Linked DNA regions of Mus musculus: region 1 is linked to region 2. Evidence: chromatin contacts called from public Micro-C data. All regions are on one chromosome and are shown on one strand. Each heading gives the region's core, a stretch centred on a gene start, on an enhancer-like site or on the middle of the called end of the contact. The rest is flanking DNA. Distances are from core to core; before and after follow the strand shown. Region 1 holds the start of Slc6a6 (solute carrier family 6 (neurotransmitter transporter, taurine), member 6). Region 2 has its middle 18 kb from the start of Gm40387.

Region 1 (7,177 bases), core at 4,338-6,837, 41 kb after region 2:
ACAGAATCAAAGACCTGGGTACTGACCCCTGCAAAAAGTATTCAGATGTCCATACATAGACTCTTGTGTGTCCTTGTCGGGTCAGGCTGTAGAACCCATCCTTCCCAGGGTTCTCCAGGGGCTTTGCCTCTCCCTTCCCCTCAGGTAGCCCTGGCTCTCCAATTCTGTCTTGATTTTTCCATATAAATGAAACCACAGGGAGTCTGGCTTCTTTCACCCAGAGTGTTCAGAGCTCCCTCGTGGTTCTGCGCATCCCAGGAGTCCTTTTGCTAGAGCTGCAATCACTCAGTTTCTATTTTCCTGTTGATACAACCAGGCTGTTTCCATTTTTAGCTGCCATGAATTGTGCAGCCATTCATTCTTGCACAAGGGGGTAGAATTCCACACGGCAATACCTGGGCGTGGGGTTGTTAGTTCAGAGGCCAAATGTTCAGCCTGACTAGAAATTTCTAACCTTATCTAGAACTGCCAAGCTGTTTTCTACGGCGGTGGTGCCCTCCTATGTTCTTCGCGGGGAGTGGCGATGGGCTAGGGTAGGAGAAGACCAGAAAGAAGGAGGCTCCTGCAGTCACCCCCAGGGAGCTGGCTTGGCCACGCAGCAGTGTGCGCTTGCTTGCTGGTTTCCCTACAGTTTTGCCTCTATCCTCGATGCATTCCCTCCCTGACTCTGGAGCAGTCTGCTCCCTCGGAGAGAGGAGGAAGTGGGGCTCGGGGACTTACCTCCCCAAGACCACATCCGGCAATGGGTTCCCATGATCCTCTGCGCTGGCCGCATGCTGGGCATTGCTAGGGAGCCAGCCTCTTGGGTGCTTCCTGCTTGGGGCTCCAGCTTTGGCTGAGTCTCAGGCTGCAGCTGGCTAGTGGGCAACATGCATTGGGTGGGGGAAGAAACTGTGAGAGAAGGCTCAGAAGTAGAAAGGCCCCAGGCACCCGGGGCATATGGGTAGGAGGAGCACTTCCACATGCCCAGTGGTGGACTGTGCCAGAGACCCTATTCATCGCTTCCCATGAATCATCTCCACTGGATCCACACGGCGGGGGTGGGGTGGGTGCACACTGGTGTTTTGTTTAGTCTGCCTGTATAGATTAGGACAATGAAGTACAAAGTTGTTGTGTTCTTCATTGTAGGTCACACAGCCCAAGGATAGATGAATCTAGGATTTGCAAGCAGGCAAGAGGAAGATTCCTGAGAGCCAGGGTATTCTGATCAGGTTTTATGATGTGACCACTGGTACATTGCTGGGCATATGAACATACTGAAGAAGTATCTCTAGGACACAGTGATGTGACTGAGAAGAGGACCACCCACACACGGCCTAATAGCCCTGTTTGTCTCTTCAGGGTTATACTGGGGCATGGTACTCTGAATTCTATGAGGCTGGCCAAGAAGATCCTCGATCCTTTGCAGAGTTGGTGCCAAGTGGACTTCCAAAGCTAGCCAGATGGCCCAGCATGTGCTGTGCCTCCCTCGGCATTGTGGCTACTCTTGGTGACCTGACAGATAGGGCAGGAGATTCTCTGGCAGGGTCGGGAGGTTTTGTTCAAAGCCCTGATCGATTTGATGTCACTACTGAGAGCTGCTGAATAATGTAGTCTCAGTGGCATTTTACAAATCCCATTCACTGCACGCAGTAATAGCCACGGACCAAAAGCCTGGAACCTGGGCATTACCCTGCACACGTTCCCCAGGAGCTCTGCCTGGACATTGATTTCTCATTTCTGAAATGAGAAATTAGTCCCATTGGAATGTCAGCCAATATTGGCTCGTGGAAGGAACTTCTGCCTGCCTTTCCTTGAAGGACCTTCTAAGTGCCAATGGTTTTGGTGCCCTGTGTGCCCAACAGTTCTCTCTGAATCTTCCAGCTCCCATCTCTGGCCTGGGTCTCAGCTAAGCCTCCTTCAGGACCAGCTAGTGACATGGAGACATTTACAAACCAAGGAGTGCTATGATATCTCTCTGGAGGGGTCTCGTTCCACCGTGGGAGCGTACTCTTCAGTGCTAGATATTTGTGGCTGAGCAAGGGGCTCATTCTGACAATTTTCAAGAGAACCCAAAATTTCCTCTTTTAAACTTTTTTTTACATTCATTCATTCATTCGTTCGTTCACTAATGTGCACGTGGGTACCACAATGTATGTAGAGGTCAGAGTTGGCTCTCTCCTTCTATCATACAGGTTCTGCAGCTCAGGTTGGATCTCCTTTGCAGAAATTACCTTTGCCTGCTGAGCCATCCTTGCTGGCCCTCCTTGGTTTGTTTTTGAGACAGGATGTTATTAAACTTCAGCCAACCCTCCTGCCCCAGCCTTTAAATACTCTCTCTGTGTGTCTGTCTCTTTGTCTGTCTATCTTGACTGTCTGCCTGCCTGCCTGCCTGCCTGCCTCTCTGTCTCTGTGTTTGTCTCTCTGTTTCTCTGTCTCTGTCTGTCTGTCTGCTGCCCCCCCCCCCCCTGTGTGTGTGTGTGTGTGTGTGTGTGTGCGCGTGTGCGTTTGTGTGTGTGTATGTAGGTATGTACATTCAGGTGTTCTCAGAGTCCAGAAGAAAGCATCAGATCCCTTGAGGCTGGAATTAAAAGGTGACTGTGAGCTGCTTGCTGTGGGTCCTGGGAACTAAACTCTGGCCTTCTGCATGAGCAATTGGAGCTCTGTTGTTCTATCTCACTGGCCCCCTACTTATTTTATTTTATTTTATTTTTAAATTGTTTGACACAGAGTCTTGTGTAGCCAAGACTGGTCTCATACTCTCTGTCTCCAAGGCTGGACTTGAACTCCACATCCTCTATCTCCTAGATGCTTGGATTACAGGTATGTGCCATTGTGTTTGAGCAAATTATTTGAGACAGGCTCTTACTATGTAGTCCTGGCTACTCCGAAATTCACTGTCACCAGGATGACCTTAAGTTCACAGAGATTCACCTTCCTCTGCCCTCTAGGTTTAAAGGTGAATACTACCATGCCCAGATCAAAATAACAGTAATAAGAATATCATTATTATATAGTATTATTTTATAATTATATTATAACATATAATTATAACAATTATTATATAACACTATTAATAATGATTATTATCTATTTTTGTTTTTTGAAACAAGGTTTCTCTGTGTAGTCCTGGAATTGCTCTCTAGACCAGGCTAGCCTGGAACTCAAGAGATCTACCTGCCTCTACCTCCCAAGTGGATTAAAGGAATGCACTACCACCCAACAGCCTGAAATTATTTTTTTTTAAAGAGACTCAGTGTCTCTATGTTGTCAGGCCACCTCTAGACTCCTAGGCTAGGCAATCTTGCCTAAGCAGCTGAGCAGGTGAGGGTACATGCATTCATATATCAATTTTGATTCCTGGCAATGAACTCAAATCACGATGGATGGAGCCCACCACAGGCCAAGCAGCAGAACATCTGGGGCTGGATTCAGTTCAGGCTGCCCTGCTTGAGACTTCTGACCGCTCTGACAGTCCATGGCCTCTCACATGTTAAGTTCATACTCCATGCCTGACTGATCTGCTGCACCCACAGCCTGGGGCTGGGTTCTTCCAAAGCTCCCCTGGAAACAAACAGATGGTCTAGGTTTAGATTCCAGCCCTGTGACTCACTGGCCAAGCGTCCCCCAGGCCAGCTATTTTCTCTGTGGCTCAGTTTTCCCTTCTGTAAAGTGGGAGAACTAGCAGTGCTGAGCTCCCAGGGATGCTCTGGGGAGGGGCGGGTTGGCCTTGTTTACATGAAGTGAATTCTACCAGCCGGGAAAATGCTGAAGAAAGGAAACTAACTAAATAAATATAGTAGTTGCAGTGACCCAGATGTCACTCAGCTATGACCCCAGCTACCCAAGGGCTCTGCAGTAGGAAGGTGACTTGGAACCCAACAATTTGGGACCAGGCCAGGCAATGTAGTGCCATCCCTATCTCAAAATATAATACATACACACTTACATACACATACATAAATAAATGCAAGTGTAGCTGAGCACTTTCTGTGCACCAGGCCTGTGATGCTTTGTGTACTTGATGGGAGTTCGAGGACCAGATCTCACCGAGTTGACATTACAGAAGGGGAGACTGATGAAGGCCTGAGCCACCTCCTCCCATTCTTCCCAGTCATCCCTTGTGTGATACTGTGTCGATCATTCTTAGGCTCAGGCCTGCCCAGGCTTTCCGAATTGAATCCCTGGGCCTGCCAGGCCTCTGTGGCCTCCCCTGCCCTGACTCTTTGTAGAGTCCTGTGACACCATGCCTGCAGGCTTTTGCAGCCTTACAGCCCTTGCTTCCTCTGTTCCCCACCCCCACCCTTCTGTCTGCCCAAAGGCTCTGGGCTTCCTGAAGTCTGCTCTGGGTTCAAAACAGCCACTTTCCTACTCTCTGACCTACCCCCTGGTCTCAGCCCTTTGTGCTGTGGGTAATGAAATGTGAGTCTGGATTTTTTTTTTTTAAGACGGGTTTTCTCTGTGCAGCCTTAGTGGAACTCACTCTGTAAACCAGATTGGCCTTGAACTCAGAGATCTGCCTGTCTCTGCCTCCCAGCGCTGGGATTAAAGGCTTGAGTCACACCACCACCTTATTTTGCTTCTTGGTGTCTTATGCCAGCCTAGGACAATGGATTCAGGCTGGTCAGGTCTGGGGCTACCATTCCCAGTTTAAGAGACAGGATAGCCATGCTACATAATTGACACTTATGTGCAGAGAGAGTGGAGAAGAAAGAAAAGGAAGTGGGCAAGCAGAGAGGGGGAAGGCCTTACTGAAGGTCACACAGCGCCACCTCAGGCTCAGCCAGGCTGTGGGTGTGTACAATCAGATGGAGGACATGCTCATTCAAATAAGGACAAGAATAATGGCACACTCCCCATCTCCATTTAAAAATAGTCACATTTGCTGACACTCGTTTGGCACTTCCTAGGTGCCTGGTGTCCTGTTCAGACTCTTTACACTGTTAACCTTGGACCCTCCCAGCAGCCAGAAGTGATGAGTTCCACTATTTTTATTTCCGTTTTACAGATGAGGAAACTAAGACACAGAAGGTCTGGGGAACTTGCCTGATGTCACACAGCCACGACGAAGTCGGGGCGCTTCGAAAACACAGCCTCATGTGGGCCAGGGGTGGGGGTGGGGGTGGGGGTGGGGGACTTGGCCTCCATTATCACTTCCACGGCAGCTCAGCCAGGCTTGCAGAGCTGCACACTGGCCCTGAGAGGACTCGGGGCAATGGGGGAGGAGCAGATTCTGGTAGGGATCTAGCTGCTGCGGCAGCCACAGGCCTCGTCCACAGACCTAGGTGGGTGTGTTAGAGAGCGTTGTGGTGTGGTAATATCAGGACAGGAGATGAGCCAGGGGTCTGGGTCTCTAACTCCTCATCGCCTGCATGAGAGGCCTGAGCAGTGCCATTAGCCACCAGCGTTTGGATGGAGCATGAGGATGGGTGCGCGCGCTCGACGAGGCGAGCTCCGGCTCTTTGTGTGTCCGAGCTCGTGCGCGCGTGCGTGCGTGTGTGTGTGTGTGTGTGTGTGTGTGTGTGTGTGTGCGCGCGCGCGCGCGCGCCCCGTGTGTGGGCGTGGCCGACAGACCAGGCCCCTCCCTAGGCCCCGCCCAGGCCCGGCCAAGCTGGTATTTTTCCACCCAGCAGGATGGGTGATGCGGAGAGCTGCCTGTTCAGACAACAGACACGCGAGGTCAGGGAGAAGCCGCTTATAAATTACCGCTTCCTCCGCGCCGCCGCCAGCGTCGTGCTCCGGGACCTGGTTGCTGCCGAGCTCCCGTGCCCAGCCGCCAACGCCGCGATCGCCGCCAGTCCCGCCAGCCTCGCCAGCCCCGGGCCATCCGCTGTGGGCTTAGCCACCCAGGTACCCAGGGCGTGTGGGCCGCGACTGCAGCCCCCTCCCCGGGCCGCGCTCCGCCACCTCACCGGGTCCCTGCGGGTCTGGCCTCCCCGCGCTCTTTCATCCCCTTCACCCCTGAGGGAGGGACTGAGGGTCTCCTGTTCAGCTCTGCTGGAGAGGGAGTTATTGTTTCCCTGGCGAAGGGGCTGGGGCTGCTGGTGCGGCGGCAGGTGTGTGTGTGTGTGTGTGTGTGTGTGTGTGTGTGTGTGTGTCCCACGGGGTGCCTCCTTGTCCCTGGATGTCTCTGTTTCTGAGAGTGGCTGTTTCTCCACCCTAGGCAGCCGTGTACATGTGCGCCCCGGGGTGTGTGATATGACCAGGGCTATGTCCGGGGCTGCCTTACCTGAGTGTAGTGTGGCCGTGTGGCTCTGTCTTCTGATACACACACACACACACACACACACACACACACACACATCTTGCCTATGTGAACCTGTACGTGTGGCTGTGTCTCCGGAACCCTGGCCGTGTGCACGTGTGTGTGCCCGAATGTGCCTGGATCCCTGGATCTGTGGTTGGGGGCAAGTCTAGTGTCTTCTAGCTGTACCCGAGAGGCCATCCCTTGTGCCCAGTGGGCCCAATGGACATCTTTGGTTCTTCGTAGTATTTAGGAGAGGTAAAAGGGCGGTATGGCTCCAGGTGCTGCCTGGGTGTGGCACGCAGGTGTGACAGTCGCTCCCAGGCTTGAGTAGCAGGGCTGAGGCCCGAAACGACAGCCAGGGGCAATGGGTAGCACCAGCTGAACACATCTTCCTCTAGACTGCTCCCCTTCACTTTATGGGTTCCTCTTTTGGGTGGGAGGTTCTGGTCTGCTCCCACTGGGGAAGCCACACAAGGAACCAGTCTCAGGAACAGATCCTACAGTCCCAAAGCCTCAACCTAGGCTGTAGCCTGGCGGCAAGGGAGGCGTGTGCTCAGCAGGGCCACCGACCTGGCTATTTTGGTCACTGCCTGGCCTCTGCCAGATCCCTGCCTTCCCTAGGACCAGCCCCAAAGGCTTGGGAGACAGCCTGGGCCCCCATTTCCTGCCTGGGGAAATAAATCATCTCAAAGACTGGCCAGGCGCTTGACCCGGAGGGTCCTCGGACTGCGGATTGGTAGCACGTGGCTCCAATTGGATGTCAGTAAATTGGCCTCCGATTTGGCACAGCTAGCTTTCAAATAAATGTCATAGAGATCTTTTTTAAATTAAAAGAAAAAAAAAATTTTTTTTTTGTTGCTGGTAGGGAGGGGATCTCACTCAGAGTCTCTAAGCCAGAAGGAGTTTATTTTTATGAGAGAGCTGGTGAGTGCTTAGCAACGGCCTGCCTGC
Region 2 (6,315 bases), core at 2,264-4,763:
AGTGATGGCATATGTGTAGTGTGTGTGTGTCTGTCTGTGTGTTTGTCTAAGTCTGTGTGTATGTGTGTGTATGTATCTGTGTGTGTTTGTCTGTCTGTGTGTCTGTGTCTGAATCTGTGTATGTATCTGTGTGTCTGTGTGTCTGTCTGAGTCTGTGTGTGTGTGTCTGTGTGTGTTTGTTTGTGTGTCTGTGTCTGAGTCTGTGTATGTATCTATGTGTGTGTATCTGTGTGTGTGTTTGTCTGTGTGTTTGTGTCTGTGTGTCTCTCCATGTGTGTATATCTGTATTAGTTAGGGTTCTCTAGAGTCACAGAACTTATGGATAGTCTCTAGATAGTAAAGGAATTTATTGATGACTTACAGTCGGCAGCCCAATTCCCAACAATTGTTCAGTCGCAGCTGTGAATGGAAGTCCAAGGATCTAGCAGTTACTCAGTCTCACACAGCAAGCAGGTGAAGGAGCAAGAGCAAGAGCTAGACTCCCTTCTTCCAATGTCCTTATATTGTCTCCAGCAGAAGATGTCGCCCAGATTAAAGGTGTGTTCCACCACACCTTTAATCCCAGATGAAAGGTGTAGCCCAGATTAAAGGTGTGTTCCTTAAACTCGGAGATTCAATCTTCTGGAATCCATAGCCACTATGGCTCAAGATCTCCAAACCAAGATCCAGATAAGGATCTCCAAGCCTCCAGATAAGGGTCACTGGTGAGCCTTCCAATTCCGGATTGTAGTTCATTCCAAATATAGTCAAGTTGACAACCAGGAATAGCCACTACAATATCTGTGTGTGTATCACATGTGAACAGGAGACCACAGAGGTCACTGAGTGCATTGGATTCCCTGGAACGGGAGTTACAAACACTTGTATGCCACCGTATGAGTGCTGGGAAACCAAACCTGGATCCTCTGCCAGGACAGGAAATAGTCTTAACCACTGAGCCATCTCTCCAGCTACCCTCTCGTTTTCTTAAACCAAGTTCTCATGTAGCCCAGGCTGGCCTTAAACTTGCTTTATCTAGGATGAATTTGAACTTCCGATCTTCTGTCTTCCATTGTCCCCGTGTTAGAGTGGCAGGAGGGTACTACCACACTTTTTGTTTTCGTTTGTTTTGAGACAAAAATCTCATTCCATCACCCAGTTGGCAATCCACCTCAGCATCCTGAGCATGGCATTCTGAGTGTGGGCCACCACGTGTAGCTCAGATTGGTGATTTCTAAGCCAAGCAAGGACAAGTGAAACTGGAGGGTACACTGAGGTGTTTCTGGGGAATACACTCAGGCTACTTTCTTCCCCTTCAAGGTCTCCTTCTGCCAGAGGTGACCCCAGTAAGTCTCACGGGTTCCTGACTCTTTAGTTTTGTTCCTGGCATTCAAGGCCCCTGGGATCTAGCCCTTCCTCTCCCAGGCCTAGTCTTTAAGCCCTGGTACCTGTCTACCACTCACTACCCCATCCCCGCCTTCACCTCATCTTCCCTTCACTGGAGCAACCCAAACTGCCCAGAGCAGAGGACACCCCAGGGAACAGACCTTTCAGTGCTCAGATCAAGACCATCAAGGACAAACAGGGCCATCTGGTCAACCTGCTTTCATCTCCCTGTTCCTGAAGCTTGAGCAGGACTCACTCACTCACCCCAGGGTCCACAGCCCTGGAGCCTCCCTCCTTGGCACAGACACTCTCCTCTGGATCTGTTGCCTGGCTTTGTGAATCAGAGCCAGTCTTAAGGGTAGAAGGGCAAACCTTAGAAGACCCATGAGGGGCTGGTGAGATGGCTCAGTGGGTTAGAGCACCCGACTGCTCTTCCGAAGGTCCAGAGTTCAAATCCCAGCAACCACATGGTGGCTCACAACCATCCGTAACGAGATCTGACTCCCTCTTCTGGAGTGTCTGAAGACAACTACAATGTACTTACATATAATAAATAAATAAATCTTAAAAAAAAAAAAAAAAAAGAAGACCCATGAGGACAGGGATGGAGCAGGAAGGAAGCAGAGGGGGATACAGCTGGGATTTGCAGTCTCTGTCTTTTTTGTTGTTGTTTAGGGTGGCCTTGGAACAGTGCTGAGCCCCAGATTCTCCTACTGCTAAATCAGGCTTGAGGTGCCATCTCTTCATAGGCACCAGTCAATAGCAGGTTGCATGATGGTGAGGACCAGCAGCTAGCAGATAGTGGGTCCAAAACCCACAGCCCAAAGCCTGGCCTTCTCCCACACAATCAGAATGTGGTACCTTGAGCCAGACCACAGGCTGATGTCCCCTTCCCGGGCCTCCTTGGGTAGTGAAGGTGATACTGAATTTGGAGATTACAGCCTGCAGCTCAAGCTGAGTCCAGCCACGCATCCTTAATAAGCCAATCAAAAGAGTTGAATTAACTGTAGAAAGCAGAAAAGGAGATTTATTCAGTGTGGCCACCTTGGGAAGAGGGACAGAGAGATCCAGAGAACCTCCTTAAGTCTGTCTTCGGGGTCCTGAAGTATCAACAAAGTTTAAATAGAGGCCAAGGATGTGTGCATCTAAGCAGCCCTGTTCAAGGTGTGGCCCCACCCCATCACTGACCCATCACTGTTTGGGTTTCAGTCTCCCCTTGTATGGCGGTCTGACAAGCTGTTAGAACTGTGAGAAATCTCTTTCTAGGAAACAAGTTCTTCTCTGGCTTCACCTTTTTCTTTTCCCAGTATGAGATTCCTGGGGACATTCCCATCTTGGGGGAGTCTATTGTTTCAATAGTCTGGAATTCAGATGGAGAGACACAAGTGTCTCTTTAGAACATCTTCATTTCTGCCAGGGCAGTTACAAAGGAACAGCCACCTAGACTTGTCCCCCACATTTAAGGTGGTCAAGAAAGGTCTGTAGGAGGTATGTCCAAAGAAGGGAAGAAGCCAAAACCCCAGGATAGCATGACTCTGAGAGGGAAGAAGAGGGACGAGCCTGTGCAAAGACCCTGAAGTAGAAGAGAGCTAGTGTGTCCTAGGCTGACAACAATGGCAGAGGCTGGGGGGGGGGGTCAGTCCCTCACGAATCTGTTTACATAGTTTTGTAAAGGAAGCTCACAGGAGCCTCATGACTCCTACTGGGGTGATACAGCAAATTCAGGGGTACGAGGCTTAGAATAAAAGTGTGTGTGCGGCTGGGGGCTTGGTGCTTGGAATTACCCTCTGATCCTGGTGGTACATGCCTTTGTGTCCCCACATCAGAGGTCACAGATGTGGCCTCCAGCCAGGATGCCCCCTCATGTAGGGCAGAGAGCTCCTGGGGATGGTGAGCACCTGGTCCTCTGTAGCCCTGGAGCAAGAGGCTGCATCCTTGCACCGGGAGCAGAAGTTGGGAAGCTACAGGGACTTCTTCCATCCCAGGGCAGGGCATCCAGGTGTCAGCAGAGATGTGGCAGCAAGGGACTGGCCTCCTGAGCTGAACAAGGTTTCTGACCCAACCTTGCCCTGCCCTCTCCCCCAGCCTTCCCCCACATACTTGCTCTCTCATTCATTTACACATGGAGACCCAGGCTGGGCTCCGGCTCCGGCTCCGGCTCCAGCTTCAGCTTCAAAATGAGTCACGTCCTATTTGTGGCCACAGAACTCAGATACTATCAAGAATCTTTAAGAACATTCTCAAAAGGGACTTGGCCTTTCAATGAAAACAAAGGCTGAAGAAGGTCTGCTGGGGGAAAGGGTGGGCCTTTCATTTCATCCTGGCACAGGGTCCGACTGTTGCAAAGACTGGTAGCAATAAGCCTAAGTGGTTTCCATTGTTGGGGGACAGGGCCAGTCACTGGGCTGCTTCCAGAAGTACAGAGATCCATGGAGGAGGAGATCCCTGAGTCCAGGGGAGCCACAGAAAGGAGTGTGTCATAGGTTTCCTGACTGTAGACAGGTGTAGCTGGCTCCTGGGCCCTGGGCCTGGAGCTCCTTGGTTGGTGCAAGCAAGCAGCTGCTCTGTCTTGTCCTCTGACCTTCCCATGAACCCCAGCTGGACACAGTGCTGTCTTTTCTCATCCCCAGCCAGTTGGTGACCGTGGGAAGGGGAACCTTCACACACTTGGCTTAGAGTGTCCCATGTGCCAGAAGTGAGAACGCTCCTCCACTCTGTGCCCTTTGGATGTCTGTCTTCTCAGGCCTCATCAGGATGCCTGCTTCCTGTCCCCTGCCCAGTTGCATCTGGCCTGGATATGGTAACATGGAGTAACCAAGGCATCCACAACCACCCAAGCCAGGAAAATAATCTGTGGTATTTCTTAACTGGGGGTGAGGGTGGGAAGAGGGCTCTGCTGCTTTGCAGATGACTGGGGTTCAGTTTTCAGCACCCAGATCAGGTGGCTCACAACCACCAGAGCCTCCAGCTCCAGAGGATCAAACACCCTCTTCTGGTATTCATGAGTATCTGCAGGTGTGTGTATACATATACACACAAACAGGTGCACATGAAATACATAAATGAACTTTTTTTTTAAATGAAGATGTTACTTGAGAATAAAAACTTCAGCCAGAGAATGGCATATGGGTACAGGCCTATAATCCCAGCAATAATAGGCTGAGGCAGGAGGATCAGAAATTCAATTCCAGCCTGGACTATGTGAGACTGTCTGAAAAACCCTTCAATCTCAGCACTCTGGAGGCAGAAGCAGGTAGAACTCTGAGTTCAAAGCCTGGTCTACCAAAGTGAGTTCCAGGACAGCCAAAGCTACATAGTAAAACCTATCTAAAACAAAAACAAAAAACCAAAAACAAATATTAACAAGCTATTTAACTTAAAACCAGACAAAAGAAATGTTGTAAGAAACACAGAGGATGTTCAACATAGACTGGGTACCCAGCTCAGTGGGTACGCACGAAGCTTAAAATTGAGTGTGGTGGCACGTGCCTGGGATCCTGGTAGGCAGGAAGTAGAGGCAGGAGGACCAGGTGGGAAGCGGGTCCTGTGGTGCTGATCCACAGGCCCTGGTTAGTGAGGCTGCACACCTCCCCGCAGGCCAGCCCTTCCTTTGCAGCCTCCTATTCTCCTCCTTCCTCCTCTCCTTTTCTTTTGATGACCTTGTCTCATTAGGCAGCCCTGGCTGGCCTCAAACACATTCTATAGACCAGGCTGGCCTCAAACTCTCAGAGATCTGCCAACTGCCTTCCCACAATAATTAAAGGCGTGTATCACCTAGCACCTGGCTTTTCTTTTGGCAGTGTGTGTGTGTGTGTGTGTGTGTGTGTGTGTGTGTGTGTGCGACGCGCACACATGCTTCCAGGCCATGCTGTTGGTTTTCTTGAGACTTGGTCTTCTGTAGCGCAGGCTGAACTGAACTCTGTAGGATGACATTGAACTCCTGAGCCTCCCGCTGCTGCCTTCCAAGCCTTGAGTTTGCAGGCGTACTCCAGGACTGAGGATGTGGCTTCTCGAGTATGCACAAATCGTTGTGTTCATTCCCAACACCACATAAACCAAGTATGGTGGTGAACGCTAACACTCCCAGTACTTGGGGAGTGGAGACAGGAGAATTTGACGTTCAAGGTTATCCCAGCCACACAGCCGGTTTGAGGCCAGCTTTGGTTCCATGGGACCCTACCTACACTGAGAGGGTAGAGGGGGAGGAGAGGGAAGAATAGAAAGGCCACACTAGAAGATTACATTCCTCTTCTCTGCTCAGTTTCCGCATCTGTGAGGTGGAATGAGAGGTAACAGTCCTCTAGTGTTCATCTTGTTTGTTGTCTTGTCCAATGTTCTGAGGAAGGCAGATTTCCTGGCTCAGCGTGAGGCACATAGTAGGTTTTTTTTTTAAGATTTACATAGCCATTAAGAGTCCTGCAGCCATCAGTTCTAACTCTAGTGCTACCATCCCTGGGCTGTTACTTTGGGTAAGTGACTGCGGTTTCTTGAGCCTCTGTTTACCGACCAGAAGATCCTGTGAGGATGGAACAGCTGCAGAACCCTTGCCCTGTGCTCCAGGGGTAAGCTTTCACCCCTCCCTGCCCCTTGCCTCCCCAGGACTGCACGGGTACTCGGGTACTGGCACGGGACCCTTTCTTTTCCTGCTGTGTCCTGTTCAGCCAGTGTTCATCATGTAGGTGTCTCTGCCGGGTATGTAAGTTCCCTTTCTGGCACAGACGGTCCTCACTGGGTGGTGGGTAGGTACCGTCCCTCTTCCCATAGCTTGAGGTGGGACTGGAACATGGAGCCTGAAGCTTGTTATGTCTCACACAAGTAGTCTTCGCTTATTGACCCTCAGTTTGCCTTCTCGACAAGATGGGGACAAGAACCAAGTTCTCCATCTATGTTCATTCCCACCCTGTCACCTGAGGAAGTGACCACGGATCACAGGCGCAGCCTCATAGTGCA

Evidence for each region. Hi-C and Micro-C count contacts between places; a contact is called where the count stands out from the background.
Region 1: a contact with region 2 is called in a Micro-C map of muscle stem cells, with 5 times the contacts expected there. The contact joins the promoter of Slc6a6 here to the enhancer-like site in region 2. A contact is called at or near these places in 4 of 39 promoter capture datasets (the 3T3-L1 cell line, frontonasal cranial neural crest and liver), 1 of 15 datasets of contacts at CTCF or cohesin (the NIH/3T3 cell line), 14 of 484 Hi-C or Micro-C datasets (the C2C12 cell line, the HL-1 cell line, cerebral cortex and 6 more), 7 of 115 datasets of contacts at active chromatin or transcription factors (the SCID.adh cell line, bone marrow-derived macrophages, embryonic fibroblasts and 2 more) and 3 of 9 other capture datasets (adipose tissue, liver and pancreatic islet).

Annotation. Positions count from the first base shown.
Region 1 is chr6:91,678,480-91,685,656 of GRCm38.p6, forward strand. Slc6a6 (solute carrier family 6 (neurotransmitter transporter, taurine), member 6) reads left to right here and starts at 5,588. Exons shown (of 15, transcript NM_009320.4): 1 at 5,588-5,829. Gm40387 (a long non-coding RNA gene) reads left to right here. Exons shown (of 3, transcript XR_869270.2): 3 at 1,129-2,270. Gm30628 (a long non-coding RNA gene) reads right to left here and starts at 1,213. Exons shown (of 3, transcript XR_377873.3): 1 at 721-1,213.
Region 2 is chr6:91,639,693-91,646,007 of GRCm38.p6, forward strand. No RefSeq gene overlaps it. Among named protein-coding and RNA genes, the nearest start is that of Gm40387, 18 kb to the right of the region's middle. Within about 2 kb of position 3,514, at least 21 of the 459 cell types and tissues checked have an H3K27ac peak or open chromatin away from gene starts, as enhancers often do. A contact at or near this core is called in the C2C12 cell line, the HL-1 cell line, the NIH/3T3 cell line and 3 more, where this site is marked.